2 separate regions of the Cydia pomonella genome follow, and region 2 is linked to region 1. A link is a contact called in public Hi-C data. All regions are on one chromosome and are shown on one strand. Each heading gives the region's core, a stretch centred on a gene start, on an enhancer-like site or on the middle of the called end of the contact. The rest is flanking DNA. Distances are from core to core; before and after follow the strand shown.

What was found. A called contact is a pair of places that touch in the nucleus more often than the background predicts.
Region 2: a Hi-C map of whole body shows a contact between it and region 1, with 2.8 times the contacts expected there. The contact joins the promoter of LOC133531465 here to the promoter of LOC133531487 in region 1. A contact is called at or near these places in 2 of 2 Hi-C or Micro-C datasets (both in whole body).

Annotation. Positions count from the first base shown.
Region 1 is chr2:2,229,129-2,237,008 of ilCydPomo1, reverse strand. LOC133531487 (protein unc-50 homolog) reads left to right here and starts at 5,024. Exons shown (of 6, transcript XM_061869737.1): 1 at 5,024-5,467; 2 at 6,252-6,317; 3 at 7,193-7,313. The coding sequence starts at 5,224. It overlaps LOC133531298 (proclotting enzyme-like), which reads left to right. Exons shown (of 7, transcript XM_061869441.1): 6 at 1-82; 7 at 675-1,017. The coding sequence ends at 830.
Region 2 is chr2:2,370,179-2,378,058 of ilCydPomo1, reverse strand. It overlaps LOC133531465 (cyclin-H), which reads left to right and starts at 4,963. Exons shown (of 1, transcript XM_061869708.1): 1 at 4,963-6,399. The coding sequence starts at 5,071. The coding sequence ends at 6,048. LOC133531492 (small ribosomal subunit protein mS26) reads right to left here and starts at 4,707. Exons shown (of 2, transcript XM_061869750.1): 1 at 4,127-4,707; 2 at 1,816-3,691. The coding sequence starts at 4,594. The coding sequence ends at 3,521. It overlaps LOC133531443 (DNA-directed RNA polymerase III subunit RPC4), which reads left to right. Exons shown (of 8, transcript XM_061869675.1): 7 at 383-493; 8 at 906-1,722. The coding sequence ends at 1,064.

The DNA of each region.
Region 1 (7,880 bases), core at 3,775-6,274:
TTGCGACAAGGCGTATTTCCAACCCATCACGGAAGCGTTTTTGTGCGCTGGGTACGCGAGGGGTGGCGTAGATGCGTGCCAGGTGAGTTCTGAGGGCCTACCGCAAAAACCGAAATTCGCAAATTGCGGGGATCTTTCTCTTTTACTCTCAGTAAGACGTAATTAGAGTGACAGGGAAAAATGGCCCCAATTGACGAACTTCGATTTTCGCGGGTTATAGCCCTTATTACCAATTTCAATTATCGTCAGTTTGACTTAGGGCGACTCCAGTCGCCACTTGCTATAGCGGGATAGAGAATTCGAGGCAACTGGAAACGAAGCTGCAAGATACGAGCTTTTTAAAGTACCTGTCAACGCTTGTTGGCAGTTGCTATAAAAAGCTCGTATCTCGTAATGTCATGTTATGCTATGTCTCGTAATGGTTGCAGTACATTGCTGCTCAGTAAAATTTTAAAAATTTATTATGGGGTCATAATTAATTTTTACTTAAAAATTTTTTTTTTAAAAACTTCGTAATAACTACACGGATAAATACTATATCTGATTTAATGTATCGCCTGAATTGGATTTACACACAATATATGTATATAGTCGCCTAGTAGCCACAACAAGTCTTATTGAGCTTACTGTGGGTCGATTTGTGTAGAATATTTATTATGAATTATCCATTCCAGGGTGACTCAGGCGGGCCGCTAATGCTGCAAGTGAACGGGCGCTGGACGCAGATAGGCGTCGTGTCGTTCGGCAACAAGTGCGGCGAGCCGGGCTACCCTGGCGTCTACACCCGGCTCACGCATTACGCTGGCTGGTTGAACCAGAATCTAGTTTAGTAACCTTTTTCATGACTTCATACTGGATTCCCTATGCTCGAGGAGCCAGGGTATCCTGGTGTCTACACCCGTGTATCCCTTTAGGATCAACTTATCATGACTTTATCTTCATTTTTTGTGATATCACGTCGGTAGCAAACAAGCATACGGCCCGCCTGATGGTAAGTGGTCACTATAGCCTATGGACGTCTGCAACTCCGGGGGTTTACATATAAAAAACCTGTACACTTCTTTTTTGAAAAACTCCATACTGTGGTCCTTTGAGAAAACTTCGTCCGCGGGAGGAGTTTCCTGTTTGATACATTGATATCCGGCAATTCAGTAGAAAATATGATGAGAAAAAAATCCTCTTTTTCTAGGAAGTTAAGAAAGACGCTAACTTTATATAACCCAGTTACCATCTTACAGAAAATATTTAGTCACTAAGATAAATTTGCCATAAACAACGAATATATGTGGCATTCATATTTATTCAAACTTCTGGCTTTCTATTTATTGTGCTTTTATATCGGTACTGGATGTTTTGTGATAAAACTAAATTGACTGTTAATTATAGAACTTTGTTATAAGTAAATAATTAGTAATATTAGAGTATTATAAATAATAAGGCTAATAAATACTGTACATAAAATAAATGATCGTTTTTCTTTTATTACACTTTTACCATGCCTTATGTTGTATAGTTAAGGAAGCCATTTCCGCCAGTAGAAAAGGAAGCAAATTAAAAAAATCTAGGCGGGAAGGTTTGTCCTTCCATAGAAAATTGAAATTTCAAGCGCTGGTGGCCTAGCGGTAAGAGCGTGCGACTTGCAATCCGGAGGTCGCGGGTTCAAACCCCGGCTCGTACCAATGAGTTTTTCGGAACTTATGTACGAAATATCATTTGATATTTACCAGTCGCTTTTCGGTGAAGGAAAACATCGTGAGAAAACCGGTCTAATCCCAACAAGGCCTAGTTTATCCTCTGGGTTGGAAGGTCTGATGGCAGTCGCTTTCGTAAAAACTAGTGCCTACGCCAAATCTTGGGATTAGTTGTCAAGCGGACCCCAGGCTCCCATGAGCCGTGGCAAATGCCGGGACAACGCGAGGAAGAAGAAGATAGAAAATTGAAATTTCGCGCCTTTTTCTTCTGACTAAGTGGGTGGGTGCCAGAGTATCATTAAAGGCTAGTTAAATGCTGATTGCTTGCAACTTATTCATATGTTAAAATAGTATAAAAATTGTCCCAAAACTAAGCTACTAGCTACTTACTTTCTACTAGAAAATCCTACCCTACACCTTAGTTAAACGTTAGACCTATAATTATAAACAGAAGCAGGCTGACGCAACTAGGAACAAAATAAGATTTGTATGGAACTTGTTTCGCAAATCTTTGCCAACGAAGAAAAATAAAACGTCAGTGCTATTTATTATGTCAAGTTTACATTAAGTCAACTGTCAGCCTAATTGTTTTGTTTGTTATGAAGGCTTCAATGTTTTGTTCGGGTATTTCGTGCAATTTCTTTATTATTTAGTGAAAATATCGAAAATAGTGAACCGTGATCAGAGTAAAGAACGAGTTTGTTACAATGCCACCTAGAAAACGGTTTACTAAGTGTGAAATATGTGGCAAGCGAGCCATTCGAGAAAATCACGAAAAAAAGGGATTTTATGGCGGAATTTCCCTTGAATAAAGACCGGTACGTATTGCTTTAGATACTTTTGACCTTATTTTGGTGCAGCAGGCTTTAAACACATCGAAAATTTGATATTTTATATTATTTTTAGTTGTGAACTAGGGATGTACTAAAACTATCGATAACTGTATGTTTATTTGTATATCAGTGTAAGTAATTAAATAAAATATGTGAAATTTCCTGAGATTGCATGCAAGTTATGCAATATGACAAAATTATTTCGTCGAAGATTTTCAGTGGAAAATTATCTATCATCTATGCATTAATGGTCATTATTTAACATATTTTTTTAAATCTAGTAATTATTTAATATATTAATCCGAAATGTAAGTAAATTAATCTCTCTTTTTGTGATCAATAAAAAATATTATACGACATTATTACACAAATTGACTTAATCCCAGCTAGGAAGCTAAATAAGACATGTGTTGTGGGTACTTAGACAATGATATATATATATATATATATGTATATATATGTGTTTTCTATGTATTAATATATATATATATATATATATATATATATATATATATATATATATATATATTAATACATAGAAAACACACATGACTCAACAAATATGCATGGTCATCACATAAATCAATGCCCGTACCAGGATTTGAACCTGGGACCATCGGCTTCATAGGCAGGGTTACTGCCCAGTAGGACCATGACCGGTTCTCATGATTAACAGACATATAAATATATAAAAAGTTAGAGCATTGATAAAGGGTTGTTGATAATTGGATGCCAAAAAACATGATTTATAGATGCATATTAGCGCTAAATAATCAGTTGATCATCTCATTAGCAAACACTTGGAATATAAACTGTACATAACCAAGGCTGTATGTTTTCAGATGCAGGCAGTGGGTCAAATTTGTTGGGAACGAGGACGTGGTACATCTTCCCATAGAAAAGTTACATTTATTGAAACATGTATCTGCAGATCATTTTGAAAATAGTGCTTTTAATAAAAAAAAATTAAGAAAAAAAAATAGTGAAGGATTTTATAATTACATTCTGAGTGTAACGAGGTATTCTAAAATAGAATCCTAGCGTAGTGAGGGATTCAAGTGTTAACGCCTATGGGTGGTATTCCACTTATGCAATTTTTTTGTCCAATGTGTATTGCGTCTCACATTTTGATTAATGACAGAGTGAGACGCAATGACATTGGACCAAGAAATTGGATAGGTGGAATACCACCCTAAGGTGGAAATATTTTTGCTAACACGTGATAATTTTACATACTGCTTTTCACATCACCTATGAGGAAATTATTATGGTACAAATAAATAAATAAATTTAATTAATGGTAATTAAATTAAATAATTTAACCTAAGAAGTATCCAAAAAGAGGAAAAAAGTGATCCCTCCTAGTAGGGAAAAAAGTGCTACTTTGATCCTTCCTAGTGGTGAAGAACAACAAGGTGTTCTAAAAAAATCGAGTCCACATTAAGCTCGACCAAGTATTAGTCCACTCATAGAACTATCCACTATATAACATACAACTTAAATGTGGACTTGATTTCGAGTACAAAATTTGTAGACAAGAGTCTATATTTCAAGCCTCCCCATTTTATCGATATTGATAAGAAACGCAAGCGTGTAGCGTACTACACTATTTAAATTGCTTATGTTGGTACTATGGTTCTTTGACAGTGCTTTGACAGTTCTTTGTCGTACATTTTGGTAATGATTTGCGAAACAAAGGGATTCCACTCGCTAGTATGGAAGTCCCGTCTCTTAAAACGTAGTGATTATATGCTCTTTGAACAGAAGCTTCATGTTGTAAGTTTGGAAGATGAGGCTGAAGTAATTACGCAGCCCGTCCGGCTGCTGCTTGCTTGCCTAACAACTTCAAACAACTTTGTCAGTAGAAAAAGGTACGAAATTCAAATTTTCTATGGGACACTAACAAAGAATATAATACTCACTAGGAGGACACTAACCTACCTAATATATTTACTATACTCTTTGCAATAACCCCGCGCGCCTAATTTTTTTTTTAATTTGCCGCTTTCTTTGCTTTCTTCTACTGACGGAAATGGCATGACAGACTATGAAATGAAATGAAAACATTTATTTCGGACAAAAACATCCATATTATGTTAGTAATGACTTACGGCTATAGTTTGTATATATGTGTAGTGTGCAAATATTGTGCAAATATGATATTTGCACACTTCGTATGTCGCTGGAGTAAAGGCCCAGGCTACGCAAGCAGAATGCGTAAGTAGCTACCATCATTTTTTCTTGTGCGCCAATAGCTAAAAAAAAATAACGATTGATGCAACTTACGTGAGTATCACAAAGCCACAACATGCACACGCTAAATGCTCCGTGTGCAATAAAATGCACAAATACCACCCACTAAATTGATATTTAGACGTTTATTTTGTTTAATAAAAAAGAAGAAGCGTTATACAAGCTGGAGGACACGGCCAAATTATAAGGGTTCCGTATTTATTTTTTCTTGTGGCAATACTCGCTACCTGCCATCTGTCACACGTCAACTGTCACTTACGTGACTTACGTCACGTCAGTTCGGAGATCTCTGTGCCTGACTAATCCACTATTTTCAATGAAAATAAACAAGTAATTATAAAACGCGACCACCAATGTTCTCTAAAACACCCTCCGTTACTATCCATTGATACACCGATCATCTCAACTGATTACTACAGGGGATAGTTTGTGAATTACAGTTAAAAATGAAGTACTCAACATCACCAACCCCAAGCACTAGTTCTACGTTTAATTTCCCTCGTAGTACTTCTCCTTTGCCCGCTCCAGCCAACTACCAGCCCACGACGGCCAGCGCAGCGGTCAAGCGGTACAAATACTTGCGGAGACTGTTCAAATTCAATCAGATGGACTTCGAATTCGCGGCGTGGCAAATGGTTTACTTATTCGTGTCGCCCCAGAAAGTTTTCCGGAATTTTAATTATAGAAAACGTGAGTACTTGTCTCATCTTGTTGCTCTTTATCAGACAAGGAAGTGTGATCTTTGTTTAGTAGAACATTAACTTGCCAGGGATTGTATAAGAGATGTTGTTATTCATTTGCTTTGTTTTTTACAAGTTGGTGTTCCTACATGGCCACTTTACACAAATACTTCCATGTTTCTGTTAATATATGCTAGTTTAAGTTTTATCTGTGGAAAGATCACGATTTGACCTTGTGGATTACTGTAATTGGCTTTATACACTTAAAATTTAAAATTGCACATGTAATTATTATAAGCTGTTGTAATCCTGAATAAAAAAAAAAAGATAAGTAGTCAGTGATAAATCTTGTACCAAAAATGAAAGTTTTGCAAAAACTTTTTTAAATCTTGACTTGGTTATTAGGTCAGAAAAAATAGCCCAGTTGAATTAAGTTCTTATTATGACTGTGTGAACTAAATTTTTTTTAAACATTATTAATTACTTATTTTTATTATTATATAATAATTTGACGACCGGTCTGGCCTAGTGGGTAGTGACCCTGCCTACGAAGCCGATGGTCCCGGGTTCAAATCCTGGTAAGGGCATTTATTCGTGTGATGAGCATGGATATTTGTTCCTGAGTCATGGGTGTTTTCTATGTATTTTAAGTATTTATAAATATTTATATATTATATATATTGTTGTCTAAGTACCCTCAACACAAGCCTTATTGAGCTTACTGTGGGACTTAGTCAATTTGTGTAATAATGTCCTATAATATTTATTTATTTATTAATTAATAATGTTTTCAGATACCAGATCACAGTTTGCCAGAGATGACCCAGCATTCCTTGTGTTACTTAGTGTTTGGTTATTTTGTAAGTATTTTTATATGGATTCTTTTTCCTCTTATATCTAAACATTATTTTGTATGATTAGGCCCGTCCACACAGAGCGAGCATACGCGCGAGGCAATTTCCTCACGCACAAACCGGCCAGTGTAGACGTGCCTCGGCCGAGGCGGTGCGCTCAGGCAAGGAAAACGCGATCTGTGTGGACCCGCCTAATACCTAAGTTTAATAAAAAAAAAACAAACTTCCATAATCATAAAAGACTAGCATCTTATAGCTTGGTGGCCTATTTTTTTTAGGGGTGCCAATGAGTTTTTCAGGACTTATGTACGAAATATAATTTGATATTCACCAGTTGCTGTGGGTGAAGGAAAACATTGTAAGACTAATCCCAATAAGGCCTATTTTACCCTCTGTGTTGGAAGGTTAGATGGCAGTTGCTTTTGTAAAAACTAGTCCCTACACCTATTCTAGGGATTAGTTGCCAAGCGGACCCCTGGCTCCAATGAGCCATGGCAAGGAAGAAGATCTTCTGCTAACTTTCTAGATTGATAAAAACTATCCTATGTCCTTTCCCGGGCCTCAAATTATCTCCATACCAAATTTCACCTAGATTGGTTCAGGATGGGGAAAGGAATGATGGTGGACAAGAAATGAGATGGGAAGACGAGTTCAGGCAGGTAGCTGGAGCCTTGTGGAGAAGACAGGCTCTAGACAGAGACACATGGAGGAATATGGGAGAGGCATATGCCAAGGGCAACCAGACAAAACGTCTGCGGAGAAAGGCTAGCAGTAAGTAGTAAGTAAGATTGGTTCAGCGGCTTACACATGAAGAACTAACAGACAGACAGTTACTTTCATACAAAAGCAAACTTATCCCTGAGCCTATTGAATTGTTTCAGTATCCTCTATATGTTTCGGGCTCGGCATGGGCCTGGACTGGGGGCAACTGGTGTTATTCATCATATTTGTAGTCTTTGTGGACTTCATCGGAGCTGGCTTGTTGGTGTCCACTTTCTTTTGGTAACTATCATTTTGCTACAGTACAAAGTTTACTTCTGTCTTTATTTCGAGTCCCTAATATTATTTCAGAAGATAATCCTTTATTATTTACAAACTTAGACCTACGAGAAGTTTAAATAAACCCTAAGTTAGCAGTAGAACAAAATTTGACAGAGAGCTTATTCACTTTTTTCATTTGTTTGTCTAAAGGCGTGTCCAGATTCAACGAATGCGCCGTGGTTACGCACGCCTCTTTGCTAGATTGCGCTTTATGCGAGCGTTGTATCACTTGCGCTAATTAGGCGCGCAATCTAAAGTGAACATTCGCGGCGTTCGGTAGTTGTGAGCCATAAGTGTGCGACCTGACTGAAAACGTATAAAGATATTTTCCAAGAAGGCATATAATAATATAATACGACATTATTACACAAATTGACTAAGTCCCACAATAAGCTCAATAAGGCTTGTGTTGAGGGTACTTAGACAACGATACATATAATATATAAATATTTATAAATACATAAATACAAAGAAAACACCCATGACTCAGGAACAAATATCCATGCTCAGCACAGGAATAAATGCCCT
Region 2 (7,880 bases), core at 3,714-6,213, 140 kb before region 1:
TCTTTACGTACGCACATTAGCATTTTATATATATATTAAGATTAAGATATATTTTGTTTTTGAAAATTAACTATGCCATGTAGTTTCCATGAACGCACTTATATCTATAATATATATATACATAATATATAGATAAATGATTCTGTCCCATGTGATCCAATCCAGGTGTTAAAAGATGAGCGTGAAAAACACTAGCAACGACTTTTATTAAACTATATATTTTTAATGACTTAAAGAATGAATATAATTTAATGTGTTATAGACGTGTCATTCACCAAGATACCTACCTTGACTCGTATTACGATGTTATTAAAGGTTAGATTTGACAAATCTGCGCGTCATCGTGGATGACACGAACTATAATTTTAACGTGTTTTTTCAGTCTTCCGACGGTAGATGTCGCCTGAGCGACCTGGAGGAGGGCCGCATAGGCAAGCTGCGAGTGCACGCGTCCGGCCGCGTCACGCTCGCTCTCGGGGACACGATCTTTGAGGTCAGTTACAACTTATTGTATACCTATAGTTTCATTCCTATTTGTTCCCACAGTCACAGATGAGAATTAAACTATTCCCATCTGTGTGTGTCATGTATCTGTTCTGTTCCTATGTGCATGTGGGTTCATGAATCAATGCCGGGTCCACACAGAACGAGCCGCCTCGCGAGGAAATTGCCGCGCGAAGCAGTTTTGTCGGCGGAGACGTGCCTCGCCCGAGGCATAGCGGCCGAAGCACATCCACTCGGACCAAACTGCTTAGAGTTGCAATTTCCTCAGGAGGCGGCTCGTACTGTGTGGACCTGCCTGTTCCCATCTGTCTTCGCCTTTCTCTCTCTTAAGCATCTACTTACAAATTTCCTATACACTAGCCTCTGCTTTCAGCATTTGGCTAATTTAATATAAATTGCAGGTCAGCACCGGCACGAAGGCAGCCTTCTACCAAGAAGCGGTCTCCGTGGCCGCAGAAGAGTCCTCGCGCTCCGCTAACATGATCTCTTTGGGACCGCTACTACACAAACTCAACCTCACGCCTGATTGGGAATCCATGTTCCAGGACATGCCCGTTTAAACCCGTGTCCAATGTTATTACACTTATAGCATTACAAAAAGGTGCCCAAAAATATCTTCTGAGCCGAAGCCATTAAGAAAAGGGTAGTCTAGCAGCTCTGCTAACAAGGTCTCTCTGGGGGTACAAGCTCAACCTCACGCCTGGTTCCAGGATATGCCGGTCTAAACTAGTGTCCAAAACGTATACAGTTATAGCATTACACATAAAGTGCCCAAAAAAATCTTCAGAGCTGAAGCCAATGTTTTAACAGTAGCCTTCAACTAAGAAGCACTGTCTGTGGCCTCAGAAGAGTCGCGCTCCGCTAACATGGTGTCCTTCGGGCCCCTGCAGCACAAACTCAAACTCATTCCTAATTAGGAAGCCATGTTTCAGTGGATAGTCCATCTCGTGCTCGAGGTACTGTCACGGCTTATTCGTGTTATGCTTAATACTGATTGGGTTAAAACGATGAACATCAGTTTTTGCCTTGTGTTGCTTGATTTACATTGACTATTATAAAAATGGAGCAAGACAAATTTTTGTCACTCGCGAGTCCATTTTGTCAGAATAAATAAATTGTGTACATAATGTTAAACAATAAGTTTATAGATGTAAATATAATTAAGTGTTGTTTTAAGTGATATGTACTTTTGTAAGAATAATAAAACAAATGTTATTATTTACATATTTTATTTATTACTCCTTTACCCAGACAACTATTTTATGACAATTAGTTTCAAATATAATATAGAAAAGGGATCTTATAGTCCGCTTAGCATTAGAAAGAAGGTAAGCGGTCTTGATGTGTCTCTTTAGTAAAAATCACTTGCAAATAAGTCACAGTAAATATGCATGCAACAAATAAATCATATGGGATGGGTCTCTATTGTTTTCCATAAAGTTTTAAGTTATAATGTATTGTTTGTACGCATTTTCGTTAGCCAAAATTTGGTTTTTCTCAGAAACGAGTAACTTTTCAGGATTAGCCGGGTCCACACAGAGCGAGCATACGCGCGAGGCAATTTCCTCACGCACAGAACGGCCAGAGTAGACGTGCCTCGGCCGAGGCGGCGCGCTCGGGCGAGGAAAACGAACCTAACCTGTCTATAGGATAACCTAAGAAAATTCCTGAAATGTTAACGGTTTCTGAGTTATGACTAATAGTAATATGGCTATCATTACATTATGACTTTCAATAATTATGCCAAACAAAGGGATCTGAAATCATATATAATCTTTTGCTTTCATAAGTAATAAAAGCGTATTTTTTAAAAGCGTTTTCAATAAAAATAAACGTCAAACTCACAAGCGGTATTGAACCTTTAAGTCTAAGGAGAGACTTTGCCTCCTTGTGTGTGTTCTACCGCTTGTACAATGGGCTGTTCTATGAGGAATTGTTTGACATGATGCCAACGGCCACTTTCTATCACCGCACCGCTCGCCGTCGGCAGGGAGTTCACCCTCACACCTTGGTCGCGTACTGTGCGGTTCAAGAGGAATTTCCTCCCGCGGACGCTCCGGCTGTGGAATGAGCTCCCTTCCGAGGTTTTTCCGAGGGTCTACAGTATGGGGTTCTTCAAAAAAGGAGTGTACAGGTTTTTAAAGAGTCGGCAACGCGCATATAACACCTCTGGAGTTGCACGCGTCCATAGGCTGCGGTGACTGCTTACCATCAGGCGGGCCGTATGCTTGTTTGCCACCGTCGTGGTATAAAAAAAAGTCAAGATTATTTACTTTCTAATGCTAAAAAAACGAGTGTGGAACGTCTTTTCATTATATGAATGTTGGAGCATTGTTGATGAAAAGTGTCTGCCACCCTAAAGGTGCGTCCAGATCCAAGCATGTTTGGTTTAGATTTCCAACGCCACTCTGGCAAGACTCGCATAATGCGCACAATCTAGAGCAAACATGCGTGCACACCTGTGCATTTGCCAGAATGCACTTTAATAACTTTTTCAGAATTAAAAACCTCATTCTCATTCTCACAGTGTTTTAACTGCTTTCATAACATATTCACATTTTGTTGAATTGTTTTGCTATCTCTATCTAGTGTGTGAGAATGATACCAAAATATACTTATCATCCATTTATTATTTGATGCACATTACAGTAAAATCTCGGTAATCTGGCACTTCGATTAGGGGTGCAAGCGATCACTCTATGACCAAATTTACATTATCACTCTTGAATATGTTTATATATGCCATAAATCCAGACAACAGTACAGTTTTCTTTGAATTAAGGATATTAGTATAGTGAATTGCTTCGACATACTAAAAACACATCAATATAATAAGCAGATTTGCACTAACTTCCAGTAATCATGCTCTCTTGTGTCAGCATTAGTGCCAGATTAGTGAGATGTACTTGCATTAGATAAGATAAAATGCATTTTGAACTTGTCTTCATCAAAATAGTTCTGTTTAACTTTGCAATATAGATAGGTATTTGAACAACTAAAAGACAGAAGATATTTATTATGACGTACTAGCCGCTTTTGCTTTTTCCTTGGGAGGCACTGGTGTTTCTCTGCCGGGTATCTGGTTGCCCTGCAGGTCAATGGCAAAGTTGTAGTCAACAGGGTTGGCCAGGGCTCTCTCGATGGCCTCGTCCAGGGTCTCTGGGGTGATGAATGTGGCACTTAATTCCTGGAAAAGATGATGGATAAGATATTTAATTTTAAACACTTAATTCAAAAATGTATTCTGAAAGCAGGTGTCAAGGGCTCTTTTACAAGTCAAAGAAAATAATTCAGTTTAATATTTAAACACATAAAGTTAATTGACCTATGTATAAAGACTATCTATGACAAGATAATTGTGTATAAAATGACTTGTAAATGTAAATATTTACCAATAAATATATCATATCATAGCATATCATATCTATTATAGTGGGACCTTTTTAATCACAATCCTTTGTACAGAGTTGGATGAACACATTATGATTGGAATTCATACATAAAGTGGCCATGTACTTTTGCAGCTTGCTATTCATTGAAAATCTGTATAAGTAATCATGCCTACAGCACAAAACTTATTTTTGACTAATAACTTAGTATTTAATATTTCCTAAATGATTACCTTCTGTTTTCTAATCTCCTGCGATGCCTTTTCAATGCGTTGTCTCATCAACTCGTCTTTTTGCTGCATCCGGGACAGGATGTACTCTTCCCGCTCCGCCAGCTGCTGCTTGCGGCGCTCCTCGCGCTCTGCGGCCACCTTGGCGTTCCACTCCTCGTTCGCCTTGATGCACCGCTCCCATTCCTCAGCCTCCACTTTGATAGACATCTCTGAACTTGCACTCTCCAATGTAGACTTCTCTTTAATCATTTCTTCATGATAAAAACGCCGTATAGCCCGCATTTGTGTGTGATAATTGTTGTTGATTCGTAACAACTCTATACGTTCCTCCTCTGATATCTCTGGGCGCTTTGGGATTCGGTAAATTTTGCTTTTTGCGACAGGAAGCCAGCGGGGTTTTCTGTGAGCACCTGCGCATTGTATCACTATAGGAAGAATGCGTTTTAAAAGAGAATTGTAGGGAAGCATTTTGAATCTGTTGGTTCCCAAAGGTATACTTTATGTTTCTTTTCTATTTCACTAAAACAATCTCATAACATAACCTAACTTTCTCTACAGATTCTACATTTGACACTTTTGACAGTTCATGGGGGATACACAGATAAGCTAACCCTGTTATTTCGACAGAACCCTCTTAAAACATTATATAATTTACGGAACCTCCGAAATAATCAATCAAACTCGTTGACTTGTTTAAGACCAATAAAGTTATGAGAACTTTACTTTATTCAATAACTATTTCTCTGTGACACTATTTAGTGTTTCAAAAGCATTTAATCTTTCTATATGTATTGTATTCGAACGCAATAAACTCTACAAAGTTCGTTTTGTCAGTCGGCTGTCACTGTCACATCACTCTGAATCAGAAAAAATACGTGGAAAGCGTTTCTTTTTTGTCCGTTAAAATATAAATATTGACTTTTTTCATTAGTTTTAAGATAAAAATGTTTTCCACGAGTTCCCAAAGGAAATTTTGGACGTTCAACGACGAGAACGAGCTAGCACAATTGCGGGAGAAGCACAATTTGGAGTTCATTGCAAAGCACGGAGCGCATGTAGACGAATACCAGCGGTACAACGTGTTCCTGTCTCCAGATGAAGAAAGACTGCTTCTTAGGCAGTACGAGTTGCACCTTAAAGAGTTCTGCAAAAGATTCAGCCCGCCAATGCCCAAAGGCGTTGTCGGCACTGCGTTCCACTACTTCAAACGTTTCTATCTGTATAATTCCGCGATGGACTACCACCCTAAGGAAATCCTGGCCACTTGTGTGTATTTATCGTGCAAAGTTGAAGAATTCAATGTATCTATTGGACAATTCGTGGCTAATATTAAAGGAGACAGGGATAAAGCATCAGACATAATCTTAAACAACGAACTGTTATTGATGCAGCAGTTAAACTATCATTTAACCATACACAATCCGTTCAGACCAGTGGAAGGCTTTTTGATTGACATTAAAACAAGGTGCAGCCTTGCTAATCCCGAGCGCCTTCGGAGTGGTATTGATGAGTTCTTAGAAAAAGTGTTTTTGACTGACGCTTGTCTATTATATGCACCATCTCAGATAGCATTAGCAGCTGTACTCCATGCAGCTTCTAAGGAGCAAGAAAACTTGGACAGTTATGTTACAGACATGCTTTTCAGAGATGCTGGTCCAGATAAGTTGGCTATCTTGATTGAGGCAGTGCGTAAAATTAGATCTATGGTTAAAATGGTGGAGAGTCCAGCACGGGAGCGCGTACGAGTCATTGACAAGAAGCTGGACAGGTGTCGGAATGAAGAGAACAATCCAGACAGTGAAATATACAAGAGACGGATGCGGGAGGCACTGGATGAAGATGACTTGGTGTACACGGGACACACGAGGATGTCGCTAGATACAAGTGGGGTGACACAAGTGCTTTCACCCTCCGCTTCTTAAGATTATAGACTTATTTTATTTAGGTATGCTGTTGTATAATGCAGAACTGAAATCTTTAAGTCTTAAGAAAAATCTAAGTTATAAATGACGGCAGGTTTATTTGTCATGCATGTCGGCTTTGTAATATTCAACAGCATAGAAATATATTCATTCATGATGGTCAGTCTAATTCCTAAGCGTAATTATTTGTATTGTCCTCATATAAACATAGGTTGAAGTGAGGTGAAGCTACATGAATGACTATATTTATTAGAGTTAGATATAAATAGAATTGACTTATTCTTTTATATTTTATTTTAGGTATGTAACATGACAAGAAAATGGTTTTATCAATAAAACACTTAAAACCAAGTATTGTTTTTTGGAATTGCCAACTTTAAAAAAGAATATACCAATACATGTATATCAAAGAATTGTTTATTTCTATACATTTTATTTCTGGTAACTGAATTGTAAAACATGAACTTTGGTAACTTGGAAAACAAAGGAAGCGCAACTATATATGTCAAAATGGCGCTTATAAATATTGAGTTATTACTATAGAGAAGCCATACCAAACAATGAAATTTTCGCAATCGCAACCAAAACGTATCACGCGACCAAAACGTCGTAAGGTAAGCGTCATAAAACTTCATGGCGCTTCGCGTTTAGGTCGCGAGATTCGCGTTCCGCTTCTATGGTTTGTTGTCAAAACAACGCCCTATACTGCCGGTTCTATACGTACTTAGCGTTTTCAATGCTTGTAATAGTCTACTCGACAAACTGGAAACGGTGAAAAATAGAGATACTACTACTAAAAATACGTGTGATTAGATCCGTAATGATGTCTAGAAAAATGTTTTCGAAGCGTTTATTAGCATACAAAAAGTATCATAAGTTATTAACAAAAAAGGGGGAAAAGGTAGGTATTTCTTATTTCCCCCATATCTCAAAAGGTTTAATACCTTTTTAGATATTAATTTAAGAAATCAAAATTAATATTATAAAAGAGGAGGATATTTCCAATAGAAAAAGTCTAGACTTGCCTCCATTATTTCTACTTTTTATTTAATACTGAAAATAAAATATATACGTATCCCCGCGTGATTTTGGGTATGGGCGCGCGGATTCAAAAGCAAGTACGTTACATTTAATATTTTTTTAAGCTATTAATTGTCTATGTTATTTTTTTAATAAATTATGGCATATTCTGAACACTTAGTAAAAATACACTTAAAGATTATTTTTCAACAAGTTAGGAAATTGTTTATGAACAAAGATTATTTATTAACAAGTTAGGAAATTGTTTATTAACAATTTTTTCTCGAACTTCCTTCTTCATTGTCAACAAAATAAAATTTATAAATAATTACCTTAAAATCTTAAAAAAAATAATTGGGTGGTAATAATATAACTATTAGTTATATTATTACCACCCAATTAATTGTTTCAAAACTTATAACCTGATCTTGTTTAGCATATAAGAAGGGCTCTACGAAGCAAATCATATTTTACAATTTTACCTTGATTTTTAATTTTTTGTTAGTTTTCACCATTATTCTAAAAAAATTTTTTATACAAAGTATTAATGTTATTAAAACTTTTATGACGTGATTTTGTTAAGTATGTGCATAAGAAGCGCTCCATTAGGCGACATATTTATACGCCAAATAAATATTTTAAATTGTTTTAGATTTACAATAAAGACGAAAGTTCGAGAAAAATGTGTTACTTAATAATTACCTGACTTGTTGAAAAGTTACTTTTAGATGTTAAGTTACTGTAACAGGTATTACATTTTTTGCTACCATGTTTAAAATACACCATATTAAAAAAAGAATTTAAGTGTATAT